5 separate regions of the Mus musculus genome follow, and regions 1, 2, 3 and 5 are each linked to region 4. Evidence: chromatin contacts called from public HiChIP or PLAC-seq and promoter capture Hi-C data. All regions are on one chromosome and are shown on one strand. Each heading gives the region's core, a stretch centred on a gene start, on an enhancer-like site or on the middle of the called end of the contact. The rest is flanking DNA. Distances are from core to core; before and after follow the strand shown.

Region 1 (2,700 bases), core at 52-2,551, 1.2 Mb before region 4:
GGAGGTAATTTACATCCATGGTTTGAAGTGCCAAGCAATGGTGCAGCAGGGTGACCAGCACTCTCAAAACACAGCCAAGCTATTGCTTTAAACATTGAGAACACACAGACACAGAGCCTGGCTCTGACAACATCCAAAAGATTCATTATAGACAATCTATTCAGGAGACGCTACGATCGCCCCAGGAAATATAAACAGTGTCTAAAGAGCAGTGGGGAGAGGAAATAACTGACCGGAATGAGACGAATCATGTGAAGTCCGTCCAACAAGGCCTAAGACATCCCCAGTGTTTCCACTTGGAGCTGCGTTTAAACGTGCCCTGGCACATGGGCACAGATCTCCCCTCCAGCTCAAGCGTGGGGCTGCGTCCTTTCCTACCCACTTGTTTGTGCACAGCCACGCCCGCACAGGAGGACCACGAGACCACAGGCCTCGGCAGATCCTTCCAGCTGATTTCCAGTTGCTTAAAGTTTAACAAGAATCACGGCTCCCTTTGTGAAAGTTAAGTCAAGTTTACAAGGCATCCACAGACTTAAAAGGATAAACGAGTGTCAGGAGACACTAGCAATGGCGTCTTAAAATGAAGTTTAATTGACAGGCCCTAACTAAAATAAAGAGGAGTTTTTTAAACCCACGGGCTAAGCTTCAGGCGCTACATTTAAAAAAAAATATAAAAAAAGCACACAAGGCTCAAGTTTGAACTCCGACCTTCCTGTTCCAGTCACCGCCGCAGGGTCCCTCGTGAAGTGTCACCCGAATTCTCTCCACGATCAGCTCCTTACCCGCCGCCACCCCCCTGTGAAGACCCAGTACCGAGGCTGCCAACCCACGCGCGTCTAGAGATCGGAGGAGGGGCGTGCGTGGCGGCTCCGACCGGCTCCTCCCGCACCACCGCGACCTGGCGGCTTTTCCCGGGCCTTCCTCCGGCGGGGCGAGGCCGAGCGAGGCAGCTACGGAGACCCAGCCTCAGGGGCCACTCGCGCCCCAGCGGGCTCTCGCGTCTGTGGGCCCCGGCTGGCCTCGCTCCCACTCCCCTTCCGCGGCCCAGAGCGCCCGCAGCACGCGCTTCCTTCCTCCGCTCCCTAGCTCCAGCCCGCTGCCAGCCCGCGGGACCCACAGGCGGCCCCGAAGTAGCGGCGACCGCCCCGCCCCGTCCGGTCCCGGCGCTACCTTGGCACTCACTCTTCGCCGTCGTCGCCGCCGCCGCCGCTGCTGCCGCCGCCTGGGAGTCCGGCTCTCCGCGCTCCCGGGACCGCCCGACCTCTCCTCCCTACTCCGCTCCAGCTCCTCCCCTCGCGCGTGGGCGGGGCGCACGGCCCGGTGGGCGGGGCTGTCGCCGCCACCCCCTCCGCTCTGGCCCACGGGCATGGGACGTGGTCGCCGCGCCCAACTGCGGCCGTCGGGGGTCAGGACACGCGTGCCCGCGGCTGGGTTGGTGCAGCTCGCTGCGGTGCGGTGGGCCCGGGCAACCACGCGAGGCCACCACCATACATCACCACCAGGACCACACACCGCAGTCCCCAGGCTGCGAAGATGAGCTCTGCCAAACCCCACACAAAAGTGGGGCTCTGATCCAGAAAGGTCTGAGGAAACGGCCACCGTCATATTTAAAGGACTCTGGGGCAACAGGGAGGTTGTTTCCCAGAAATGGAGGTAAAGCCAGATTATTGAATGTCCCAGACCGGACAGAGTACTGCATAATAAATTAATTGGACAGGTTGTTTTTTTGTTTTGTTTTGTTTTGTTTTGTTTTGTAAGCATTTAGAGTTTGGCAGGTTGAAGGGCTAGTTTTGCTTCCACAAAAGCTGCTTACAGCCATTCAACAAAACGAAGCACCTGTTGTGTGGGGTCAAGCATTATGCTAAATGTGATAGGAGATACCATCAACCTGAGGGGGACTTGCTTAAGTCCTGTAGAGATGGATGTACAGAAATGGTAACACTCAGCAGTTGGCTAGAGTACTCCAAGGTGTGAGTCACTAATAATCATCGTGATCTCTTTTTAAAATGATGCTACTATTGGGTGAGAGCAGGGGTCAGTAATTGGACTCAGTGCCAAGGAAGGGAGGGAGGGAGGGAGGGAGGGAGGGAGGGAGGGAGGGAGGGAGGGAGGGAAGGAAGGAAGGAAGGAAGGAAGGAAGGAAGGAAGGAAGGAAGGAAGGAAGGAAGGAAGGAAGGAAGGGGAAGGAAGGACGGTGGGAGGGAAACATGTTGGGGGTTGGGGGTGGCAGAGTAGGAGGGGAAGTTGGGTGTGATCAGGATACCTGTATGAAATTGTCAAAGAATAAATAAAATATATTATTTAAAAGATCAAACAGAAATAAATAAGTACTAGCATTGGATGAGGATGCACTGTTGAGTGGGTCTTGGGGATGCTGGGATCTAGGTACTGAATCCCACTGAAGGCTTTAAATTCACTCCTGTTTGCACTCTTACTCAAGAATGCCTTGCTTGGCCAGTGTGGTCTGAGCAGCCTCCAGAGGATGTTCTTGTTGAGGTACAAACCACAGCCTGCCTTTTATTTCCTACTTTCTACAGTGTTAGGAAACACTTGGCTGATTCAGATCGTGACAGTTTGAAGATGCACCCTAAACAGAATGGCCAGACACAAGAATGGACTATTATGGTTGTGATTTCCACCTCTGGATCATTATATAGCCCAGTTAAGTACTTCATGTACTTTTAATTTTTCTCTCACTAA
Region 2 (2,700 bases), core at 113-2,612, 1.4 Mb before region 4:
CTGGTCTACAAAGTGAGTTCCAAGACAGTCAGGACTACACAGAGAAACCCTGTCTCGAAAAACCACCCCTCCCCCCGCAAAAAAAATCTTAAGGATAACTCACATGTACCTCTGCAAAATTTACTTCTGTAACTGTAAGCTACCCAGTGACCTCAATATTAGCACTGTTAAGAATGCAAGCATATGGGCTGCAATTTCACCACTCTCCGTGACTAGTAGGTTCAGGCAATGCTTTTGTATTTACTGAATAAGCTCATAAAACAAAGAGAGTTTTGAGCTATCCAGTAAAAGTTTGCATTAAAAATTGTTTTTACTTTGTAACTCCTGCTTGCAGTTACGAGGGTTTGCCTTCTACCTACAAGTTGCTATTATCTCAAAGGTGAAATTTGAGCACATGGCTAAAATGTACTACAGTTACAGCTTCATGATTCAGCTTCAGTAATTCAGAGTGAGCTCATAGACAGTAAAGGTGGTGTCATACTCTTCTGCCTGTGATGGGACGCTCAGGGAACATCGTGAGCACCTCGAATTTCCATGATGGCACCTCTGAATACCACAGAATTTCTCTCTTAGCTCTTACTTGATCAGAAGGAGCCTTCTTCAGGAAGGATTCTAAGAACGGTGAATTTGGCTCGTTAAACATGCGATCACCAGCTCCCCACCTTACATGGAGTAGGCAGAAATTTCACCAACTTTTTGTGGAAAAGATTCCAACTTGGTACTGTGCCACCACTACACACAAATGCGATTTTTTTTTTTTTTTTCTTCTCCCTGGAGTTTCAAATTCTCACAACCAACCAAAACCAAATCAAACCAGCCATCAGGGCACCAAAAGACTACTACTGGGAATAAGCAGGTTTACCTGAAACTTGCATATAAACACTGAAGCAAGCTTTGCCCGGCATGTCTGGACACTTAAAAATATGCTTACTAACAACAGCTAGACTGGAGTGCATTAATCCCTGGAAGTAAAATTTAAAAAGCAGCCCCTTAACACAAAGGGCACGAAACGACAATCAAAAGATGTCCACAACCAGAAAAACAATTGGCAGGCTGTTTCAGTCAGAGCTGAGGACACTTGAACCACTGCAAAGCCCTCCGCACCAGAAGGCTCCACAAACTACCTAGAGCTGGCTCAGGACCCCACCAACCGGGTTTCAGCACCACCTTCGTCCCGTGGGCTCCCTCCCGCGTAGCTCCGCCCCTTTCCGCTCAACTCTGCCTTGCTTTGGTGGAGCGAGGGTCTGGGTGTCAACGTCTGCTAATTTGCATAACCCAATGGCCTGACTGCATGCAAATGAAGCTGGACCTGGTTGGCTGAGGGCTAGCCCCATATCTCCGGAATCGGGCCCTTTGTCCTCCAGTGGCCCCGAGGCAGCAGTGCAGAGTTCCCCAGCGAGGCTAGGCGAGCAGCCGGCCGGCCGGAGCGGAGAAGGGAGGGTGGGAGCGAGCGCAGAGCCGGCGCCGCGCACTGTGGGGGCCAGGAGCAGCCCGCGCGCCGAGGGAGGGACTCGCACTTGCAATATGACTTTGGAGGAATTCTCGGCTGCAGAGCAGAAGACCGAAAGGTAAGTGTGCCTGCCGACTCGGTGGCCGCCGCCCCTCCCGCCTCGCGTCCGGGGACCCGGCTGACCCGCTCTCACCCTGCCGCCCGCAGGATGGACACGGTGGGCGATGCCCTGGAGGAAGTGCTCAGCAAGGCTCGGAGTCAGCGCACCATTACGGTCGGCGTGTACGAGGCTGCCAAGCTGCTCAACGTGTAAGTGGCCCGCGTTCCCCGCTCGCCCACCCACCCGCCTCTACCCCGCGCCCCCCTGAGCGTATGCAACTCACCGCTGCCCCGCTGCCCGCAGAGACCCCGATAACGTGGTACTGTGCCTGCTGGCTGCTGACGAAGACGACGACCGGGATGTGGCTCTGCAGATCCATTTCACCCTCATCCGTGCGTTCTGCTGCGAGAACGACATCAACATCCTGCGGGTCAGCAACCCGGGTCGGCTAGCTGAGCTGCTGCTACTGGAGAACGACGCGGGCCCGGCGGAGAGCGGGGGCGCCGCGCAGACCCCGGACCTGCACTGTGTGCTGGTGACGGTAAGAGACCCGGGGCTGCAGCCCAGAATCTGCTGGGGTGGACCTTGTCCGAGCTGAACGCTGATCTCGCGGGGGTTGTGATAGGGTACGGAGCGTGTCTAAGCTCGTGGGTGGCCTCCAGCGGCGGAAGATATCCCTGTGAGTCAGCAAGCTGCCCAGCTGCTACCTCTGCTTACCTCTGCACAACCTCGCGTGGCTAATTCTTTGAGCAGAACAGATTAGATAAAGCCAAATAAATTCCCGGTTTACCCTTCGTTAAGAAGTTAGCTTCATTCTTCATTTGCTGTCAAAGCTAAAGGTAGAAGTGGTGTAGGAGACAGACCTTATTAATTCCCTGGATATAGATAGATACTCTGAAGTGTACCGAGTGGAATTCTTTTCTTTGCTGCTCTTGAGTTTGTTTAAACGAGCTCCCTCCTCCCCACCGCTTAAAAATGTGTGGTGGGTTGATAGTGTTTTCAGAAAGAACCGTGCTGTCTAGGTCTTCTGGTTTTTTGTTTTTGTACTCTTTCTCTTCTGACTTGTGTAGGGAAGTGACTGCCTGGTTACTTGTTGCTGCCAGTAAAATGTGCTATTCATCGTCAGGGAAGATAAGAGTTCAGCAGCTGC
Region 3 (2,716 bases), core at 209-2,708, 1.5 Mb before region 4:
TCACACACATTTATAAAGTAAGCAATCATAAGTTGGCACTTAATGACGCATCGGACAGAGGGAAGTACGTGCATTTTCTCACCTGATCCATATCAGAAACCTATAACGTAGGAGCAGGGCTTTGAATAAGAATTGTCCCCCCCCCCACCCCCCATAGGCTCGCCTATTTGAAGGTTTGGTTCCCAGTTTGTGAGTAGTTTAGGAAGGATTGGGAAGTGCGGTCTTATTGAAGGAGATATGTCATTGGGAGTGGGATTTAAGGTTTCAAAACCATACACAAGGTCTAGTCTCAAATTTTCTGCCTGCTGCCTGGGAATTAGGATGTAAGGTCTCAGCTACTGCCCCAGAGTCTTACCTGCCTGCCTGCCTGCCTGCCTGCCTGCCTACCTGCCTGCCACCCCATTCCTTGCAATGCTTGTGATGGATTCTCCCTCTGAATCTGTAAGCAAGCCTCAACTAAATGCCTTCCTTTATAAGCTGCCTTGACCATGGAGCTAGCCCGGGAGTGCCTTTGATCTTCAAGGGCCGTCCATTCTTCTAAGCATCAAAAGCTGCTCTTCTTTTCGTCTCTTCCTTTTGCACAGTGTCAGGAGTCACATGCACTCTGAAATCTTCATAGCAGGTTCCAACTTATGCACAGTGTTCCAAGGACCAGCCTGGACTACGTTTGGGTTCCTGAGACTGAGGTCCGAAATCCTATTAGGAAAAAAATTCTAAAAGAGCTGTGTTTCTCTCTATAGATTTTCTGACCAAATCAGAAATCCTGTTAAAAACATTCTAAAAGATTTGTTCACTCTCTAGACAGCTCAGCTCTTTTTTTTTGGGGGGGGGGGGGTTCGAGACAGATAGCTCTGACTGTCCTGTAACTCACTCTGTAGACCAGGCTGGCCTTGAACTCAGAAATCCACCTGCCTCTGCCTCCCAGGTGCTGGGATTAAAGGCATGCACCACCACTGCTCGATTGAGAAGAATCCTTAAAAAAAAGGAAGTGCTATCACTTTTTGCTAGCTCATCTCATGCAGAACAAAAGCCCAGTTTTCTATTTACATATCAATTCAGTTGTTTAGTCCAGGTTCCCTCTTAACCATCCCACAAATCAGCATTCTGCAACTTTTAGTCCCAGGATTGTTAGGAAGTGAAAGCAAGCATAGCTGAGTCCAGACAAGTTGCACTTTTCAGGAAAATGGAGTTGAAACAAGATTGATTACTGGTGGGCAGGAACGCACCAGGAGTGCTTAGATATGCATGACTTGTTAGGTTTCTAAGGCGGCTTAAAAGAGATGGGAAGCAGAAAAAGAGAGGCATCTGACTTTAGACGGGTGGGATCGTGTTCATTGGCTGACACTCACTCACATCCACGGGGGTGGTTGAGAATGCCTGGGCGTGGGGGTAAGATGGCTGTGACCCTTTTTAGGAGTGAAAATGACTGTAGCACTCTTTCCTCCCATAGTCCCTCCTCCCTTTCATGTGGATTTGCCCGGCTGCAGGGGAATCTGGGAATTGTAGTTTTTTTTTTTAGTCAGGAAACTATCAACTCTGGCTTCAATTTAAACCTAACCTCACGTTTGGCTCTGGAAGAGGAATCCTGATCAGCTGTTCTCTTTGTCCCTCTTCCGTTTTCAGCTCTTTCACTGTGAACTTGGCTGTTTTAACTGGCTTACTGGTGGAAGAACTTGGTTAGGGTTTCATGTGGCATAGACTGAAACAGACAATAAAGGCAGAGGTCTTTATGATTATGTTATGTTGCTGCAACACTGTCCTTAGCCACTGCAGCCCCGGAAGTCACAACCTGGTTTGCTGGAGCAGAAGTGACTAGCCTTTTTTTTTTTTTTTAAACCTGTTGAGAATGGAGTCTAGGGTTTTATACACGCCAGTGTTCAGCATCTCCAGCTGCTGGCCAACTGTGTTTCAAATGGGAAAGACAAGACCTTGCAAACAACGTAAAGAATAACTAGCTGGAGAAGTAAATGATTCAAAGAGGAAACACAAAGCTTCGAGTCTCCTCCAAACACTTCCATCTTTTCCCACTTGTTTGCTCCTTGAACGCCTGACTATCTCTTGCCCAGATTTGCCTCATTGTAAACATAAGGTACCTCAGGACCTTGGACATTCTAAGCCTCGCTCTCCCAGTAGTGTACTGTGCCCCGAGCCCAGCTTACTGTTTTTATGCCCTCCGTCCTTATAGCTAGAGCACCTCTGTGTACTGAGGCAGCCATCTGTGCAAACACTTGCAAAGAGTGGCCACTTACTGATCAGCCCCAAGTAGATCCAGACAATTCCTTCATGGTCAAGACTTAACGTTTTGCTAACACTGGGTGGATGACAGGAAATTACACGTATCTCCCTTGGTAATCAGAATGGTAAACAGAAATGTCAGGTAGAATTAAATGACAGCAATGAAGACATGCACAGATCACCTGGGGCGTGACGTGACATCCTGTGCTCACGACCATCGTGTGTTAGCTAATGTGGTGTTAGGCAGTGCTCTCACCCCCTTGGAGGAGACTAATCTCTCTACTTTTGTGTGTATGTGCCCTGGGATCAGAACCAGGTGTAGTGTATGCTAGGCAAGCACCTCTTAAAATGGGCTATACCTCTAACCCTCTTTGTGGTTTAATTCTGAAAGTTAATTGAAATAACCCATCTAAAGGGTTGGAAACATGGGCTAAATGCCAGGCTTGGTTTCTTACTCTTGTTTGTTTCTTTTCTATTTTTA
Region 4 (2,700 bases), core at 61-2,560:
GGAAGAGCGGAGCGGGTCTGTAAGCTAGCGCTTTAACTCCGCAGGCTCCCTGCCCGCGCGACAAGGAGAAAGGTGGCTCGGACTAGAGAGCTCCGGCCGGCACACACACACTGGAGAGGTCACCACACAGGGTGGCCGCTGTGGTGGAAGGAGGGTGTCCGGACCTCCGTAGCTACTCTGCTAAGCTTCGGAAAGTATGAGCGGGACCTAGACCACCCAGCTTAGGGAAGTTTCTCTAAGGATGCTGGTCTGCGTGGCAGAGGACAAATGAGGAGAAAGCGCGGGGTCGCTGGGCTAGTCCCAGAAGATTCCTTCCACCGCCGAGCAGCCACCGTCTGCATGGAGCCCACCTCCGTGCTCCACTCCGCGAGTCCTGTAAGCTTCGCAGACCCACGCTAGTGCCCCCGAACACCTCCCGCCCCAACACCCAGTCCCGCAGAACTAGCACATATGGAGGACTTTGAACCCGGGGAGAGAAGCAAGAGCCCACCGCCAACCGGCCAAAGTCAGTGTCTAGTCAGGGCTAGGATAAAGCGGGCGGTTCCGGGGTTCCACTCCAGCCCGATGCAGCGTGTCCACCTCCCCAGCACTGCCGCTGTCTGCCCACCAAATACATCAGAGACCCAGCCACAGACCGACCAACTCAGTGAGAGCTGCCCACGTCCGTGTTCTAGAGAGTCTCTGGTCGCTCCTTTCCCTGTGTGAGGATGCACCTCAACCCCGACCATAAACCAGCCCTTAGATGCAAATGCAGTCGGGCCAGGTCCGCACCGGCGCAAGAAGGCGCCCGGGGAGGTGAGATTCGATCTTGCTCCTTACCTTAAAGAATTTGTTTTTTCTAGTGGGAAGAAGAAAGTTTGGTTGGTTTTTTTTTTCTTCTTCCCGGGGGGTGTGTGGTGCGGAAAAAGCCCAGGTCCGGGGATCCTACCAAGATGTCAAATACCAGGATCCACGAACCGAGGGGACGTGCACGCTAGGGCAAATGTAATGCCCAAGTGTCCCAACTTTGTGGCGGGCGCTGCAAACTTCCAACACAAGCAGAAGGCCGGCGACACGCAGCCGCAGAAGTTGCTGCGAAGTGGCGCAGACGGCGGCGCCGGCCCGGGGGTCTCAGGACAGCGCTGGTCAGTGCGGGCGCTGGGTGGCGGGAGGATACTGAACGCGCCCGTGGAGCTGGCACTGCCGGACGACTGGCTCGCTAAACGCCGGCGCGGGCTGCAGAGACAGAGCCCCGTGCACCAGCCACAGAGGCGGCGGCTCATACGCGGCTCGCTAAGCTCTGCTCTCTCGCCGCTCCGGGCAAGGAGTGTGCGCTGGCTCCTGGTGTCACTGCAGAGCTTGAGCCTCTGCCCCTCCCAGCCCGCCCGCCGCTGCCCGCTGCCCCGCCTTCCTCTGCCCGCCGCTCCCCCTTCGTGCCTCGCGCCCTCTCTCCCGCTGCGCGCCAGCGTGCAACACACACACACACACACACACACACACACACGCACGCACACACACATACACACACACACACACACACACACACACACACACGTTCCTTTGCTGCCTCTCTCGCGCATACATTCCGGTCCAACGACCAAGTACTCCTCACACAAGACCCTCGTGGGGTTGCAGTCTGGTGGGGGTTGGGGGGGTGGGGGGTGGTGTCACAGGACACATTGCTTTCTTTAGGTCCCTGCCACCGGGGATGGGGAGAGGGGTGGGAGGGCGCCTTTGAGACCCCCAACAATGATGCACGACTAGACGCGCACGGGGGACCATCTCAGTGTCCAGAAGCCGGGGAGCACAATGGAGAGGAACTCTGAGCTTGGTTAGTGATCTGGAGTGTTCAGTTGGAAGACTGGAGGTTGGAGGAAGCGAGCGAGCGAGCAAGCAAGCGTAGAAGGCGACTCTCGCAGACCGCCTGCCCCAGCCTTCACTCTGGAGCGTTTGCCTCTGCAAATTCAGCCTCTGGGGCTTGAAACTCAGCAGCTGTTTTAACAATTGAAAAAAAAATGACCCTACAGGACCAGTGAGGCCCAGCAAAACTTGGAAATCCATTAAGGCTGACTAGGTAATTATGGTAAGAACTTGCTTAATTAGCAACCTGGCCTGAGCCTGGGTGTGTGTATGGGTATGGAGTAATATTTAGAAATCTCATTTTCGTGACTGAGAATCTAGACTAGCAAGTCTCTTTTCCCTTCCTTCCTTCCTTCCTTCCTTCCTTCCTTCCTTCCTTCCTTCCTTCCTTTCTTTCTTTCTTTCTTTCTTTCTTTCTTTCTTCAGACTCTGGCTTTTAGGGAATCAAGTTCTAAGAATATACTACACAGGATTCATTAATAGTGTCTGTATTGAAAACATGAAAACACTTATCTACTTCCATTGTCACCAAAGCAAAGATAAGATGAAATTCAACCTTATCGAACCCTCATTTATAACTATAAGCTTTCTGTTAAATGCCTTTGAAAAGCAAGCATCTTGCAGACAGCAGTTCAGCCCACTTTCCAAAGTTCTGCTGCTAGGGGGTCCACTACTACTCTAGGTGGGTTTGTTAAATGCTTCCATGCTGTGACATAGTTTAGTAAACGCCATAAAAGGCTTAGAAGGTGCTGGGATACAGATTTCAGTGCAGAACTCTGGAGTATGGTGGAGTCCAGGCAAATAAGGATGGAGGAGGGGAAGGAGGAGAGCACTCTGCAGAGAAGTAAATGAAGAGGCTGA
Region 5 (2,700 bases), core at 104-2,603, 1.7 Mb before region 4:
TTTCACATCTTAGGCCGTAAGGTAAATGAAGTGTCTCAGGAATATTTAAAGCAATTAGCATCTGGTAGTAGTGAGGTAAGGTCCTATATAGATGGAGGTTTGTAACCAGTGGTCTTTCAGTATTTTAGACTGTATACGCCTTCAGAAAATAAAAAGGGATTTTCAAAACCAGTTCTAATATATGTTCAGCTGCTTTTTATTATATGCATAAATGAATAGTTAATAAGCTAAATGAAGCTATTGAAAAATAACCTAACCCATAGAGTGCACAAAGTTATCATTCATATTTGACCACTATATCTTTAATATCATATCATCTCTGATATCACCAGCTGTCCTTTCAACTAACCAGAGGCTACTATGTATTTATTTACTCATTATTTATTTAGCTTATTCTCACTTGGTGTATATATTACTTTGCTGTCACCACTAAACCCATAAATTTGGGCTTTTAAATATTTTGCAGAAAAAAATTAAGTAGCATATTGTGAATAATCTTATATTACAGAAAAATCGCAAATTTGAAATATTTGTTACTCTAAAAATAATTAGTGACTTAATCCTATCTCCATAGCTCAAGTGGGCCTGGAATTTACTAAAGCCCTCCTGCCTAAGATTACCGGAGAGAGGCAGTACATCTGATTTACATTATTTACTTTTGACTAAGACAATTCAGCTAACTTTGCTATACCAAGGATTTCCACAGCTCTGAGCCATCTTGTTACAAAGGAGTGTTGATCTGAAATTTTAAAGCTTTTTGTAGTTCTTGCATAATAACTTATTAGCGAATGTAAATTACATGTGGCACAATCTATTTGCAAGTTGTGTATTCTACATATGCACTTTTCCACATTTTAACGCCTGGCAAATTAGGAGGCAGAAAAGCTGGGGTCTAAATCTAGCTGGTGGCATGGGGAGCCGGGGGACAATGCGGGGATAACGGAACAGCAGCAACGCATGTGCTAATGAAATTGTATTATGTTTATCTGCTTATAATGAGGGAAAGAAAAGGTTTAGTTAAGCATGTTGAACTGTCAGTGTGAACACAGATAAAAAATAGTTTCTCCAGTGTGTTTTGTTTGTTTCAAGTCCACTTTCCGTTTTATATGTCCTTAAAGTCACCTTTAAATAACTGAGATGCTAGTTAATGAGTTGGTAAGTGAGTTGTTTAGCGCGTCAGCCTTGTCATTTTGTGGCACACGCCTCCTGCACTGGGCAAGTTCCCTTTTTTCTCAGAACCGCACTAAGCACGCTGGGTGCTGGCAACTGGGGTCACACGCCTTGGTTCCTTTCTCACTTAGTTTTAAACCCTCCCTCTGCGGCTAGTGGCGGGCGTGGTGAGAGCGCAGAAGGGACTTCCCCGAGGGCCGGGCACCTCTGCCTGGACACTTGTCATGGCCACTGCACCGGAGGTCCACACTGCCGCGTGGACTCCAGCGATGGCGCTGCGCTAGGCTAGCGGGTGCCAGGATCCCTCTCTGCGTCCTGTGCGCGGGAAGAGCTCTGGTGAGTGGAGGCACTTGGGCGAGCGCAGAGGAACCCGGTAAGGAGAACCGGGGCTCTGAGGTCCAGTGACTGACTTCCCTTCACCCGTGGGCACTGACTGGTCCTCAGACTGAGCCCCACAGGCTTCCCTGGGATGAGGATAGTGGTAGGTGCCCTCGACCAAGATGTAGAAAGGTGGGGAGCCACACCTTAGGGCCAATTATGCCTAGGCCCACACTGAAGCACGGGATCACTTCTTGTTACAGAATGAAGTGCTGTTTTAAAAGTGGAAGTTAGAGGGAGGAGGGGGGAGAGATTGGATTCCCATTCTCCATCGGTGAGGAATGGGTGTAGTCCCCCTTTTCCTGTGCATCCCCCACGCCTGATTCAATGAATCCTCAGCAATCCATTTGTTAGGCATGGAGTATACTCTGATAAACTCCTCATGGCTCTTAAATGTCTCCGTGGTTAGATAGGATGGCAAACTGAACTTCAGCCTGACTTTAGGAGAGAAGAATCTTAGAACAGTAAGTGTTGCAAATAATTTCTCAGTATTGGGCTCTCTTTCTTGCTGTTGCACCTGGCTTGTTCTCTAGCAAATTGTTGCCGTCACTGCTTTCAATATGTAACCACCAAATCACAGAGGAGATCTGGTTTCCTTTGCTGTTGGAAGTTTCTAGTACTCTGCACAGGGAAACAGCATTTGTTGTTGTTTTTAAGATAGAAATAAGAATTGAACATCCGTTTTTCTCACTACACTTGGTGGGCACTATAGCCAATAGAAACCCCACTTCATTCCTTTAAAGTTATAATTAGAGATACTTATATCAAAGTATATCAACATATATCATAGTATGTCAAAGGTATAACAATATACCTTGTTTTAATCAAATTAATGTTTCAGTGGAACTAGATGATGCTTAAAGGCTACCTACCTAAGTTTTAACTATGACCTTGAAAAAATGGAATGGTGTTCTTTTTCTTTTCAGCATGGGAATAGGAGCGTTATCTACTGAGCGCTTGCTGTATGCTCGGTACAGTGCTTAAGAGCATCTCATTTTAACCCCACAATGGTCTTGTGGCACAGGGACCATTTTATTTCTTATTCCGTGGATAAGCCACACAGTGAGAATTGTCAGCTGATACTGAAACGTCTTTTCCCGGTCTTCTGCAAAGTTCTTGACTGACCTAGCTGCTCAGGGGGCACTTTTCAAA

Evidence for each region. Promoter capture Hi-C pulls out the DNA fragments that hold promoters and counts their contacts. HiChIP or PLAC-seq counts read pairs in DNA pulled down with a chosen protein or histone mark.
Region 1: a promoter capture Hi-C map of liver shows a contact between it and region 4, with 4 times the contacts expected there. The contact joins the promoter of Gng12 here to the promoter of Ndnf in region 4. A contact is called at or near these places in 3 of 39 promoter capture datasets (embryonic stem cells, liver and pre-B cells), 1 of 484 Hi-C or Micro-C datasets (embryonic stem cells) and 2 of 115 datasets of contacts at active chromatin or transcription factors (astrocytes and stem cell-derived neural progenitor cells).
Region 2: a contact with region 4 is called in a promoter capture Hi-C map of liver, with 4 times the contacts expected there. The contact joins the promoter of Gadd45a here to the promoter of Ndnf in region 4. A contact is called at or near these places in 5 of 39 promoter capture datasets (cranial neural crest, hippocampal neurons, liver and 1 more) and 1 of 115 datasets of contacts at active chromatin or transcription factors (astrocytes).
Region 3: a contact with region 4 is called in an H3K4me3 HiChIP or PLAC-seq map of stem cell-derived neural progenitor cells, with 7 times the contacts expected there. The contact joins the enhancer-like site here to the promoter of Ndnf in region 4. A contact is called at or near these places in 2 of 39 promoter capture datasets (cranial neural crest and hippocampal neurons) and 1 of 115 datasets of contacts at active chromatin or transcription factors (stem cell-derived neural progenitor cells).
Region 5: a contact with region 4 is called in a promoter capture Hi-C map of liver, with 5 times the contacts expected there. The contact joins the promoter of Il12rb2 here to the promoter of Ndnf in region 4. A contact is called at or near these places in 2 of 39 promoter capture datasets (the 3T3-L1 cell line and liver).

Annotation. Positions count from the first base shown.
Region 1 is chr6:66,894,998-66,897,697 of GRCm38.p6, reverse strand. Gng12 (guanine nucleotide binding protein (G protein), gamma 12) reads right to left here and starts at 1,301. Exons shown (of 5, transcript NM_025278.5): 1 at 1,171-1,301. It overlaps 4930597O21Rik (a long non-coding RNA gene), which reads left to right. Exons shown (of 3, transcript XR_003956381.1): 2 at 681-1,653; 3 at 2,538-2,700.
Region 2 is chr6:67,036,069-67,038,768 of GRCm38.p6, reverse strand. It overlaps Gadd45a (growth arrest and DNA-damage-inducible 45 alpha), which reads left to right and starts at 1,362. Exons shown (of 4, transcript NM_007836.1): 1 at 1,362-1,568; 2 at 1,658-1,759; 3 at 1,854-2,091. The coding sequence starts at 1,525. E230016M11Rik (RIKEN cDNA E230016M11 gene) reads right to left here and starts at 2,170. Exons shown (of 7, transcript NR_040278.1): 1 at 1,834-2,170.
Region 3 is chr6:67,167,228-67,169,943 of GRCm38.p6, reverse strand. No RefSeq gene overlaps it. Among named protein-coding and RNA genes, the nearest start is that of A430010J10Rik, 11 kb to the right of the region's middle. Within about 2 kb of position 1,458, at least 179 of the 459 cell types and tissues checked have an H3K27ac peak or open chromatin away from gene starts, as enhancers often do. A contact at or near this core is called in hippocampal neurons and stem cell-derived neural progenitor cells, where this site is marked.
Region 4 is chr6:65,670,221-65,672,920 of GRCm38.p6, reverse strand. Ndnf (neuron-derived neurotrophic factor) reads right to left here and starts at 1,310. Exons shown (of 4, transcript NM_172399.3): 1 at 820-1,310. It overlaps Gm36144 (a long non-coding RNA gene), which reads left to right and starts at 1,674. Exons shown (of 2, transcript XR_869148.1): 1 at 1,674-2,062.
Region 5 is chr6:67,374,841-67,377,540 of GRCm38.p6, reverse strand. Il12rb2 (interleukin 12 receptor, beta 2) reads left to right here and starts at 1,353. Exons shown (of 16, transcript NM_008354.4): 1 at 1,353-1,506.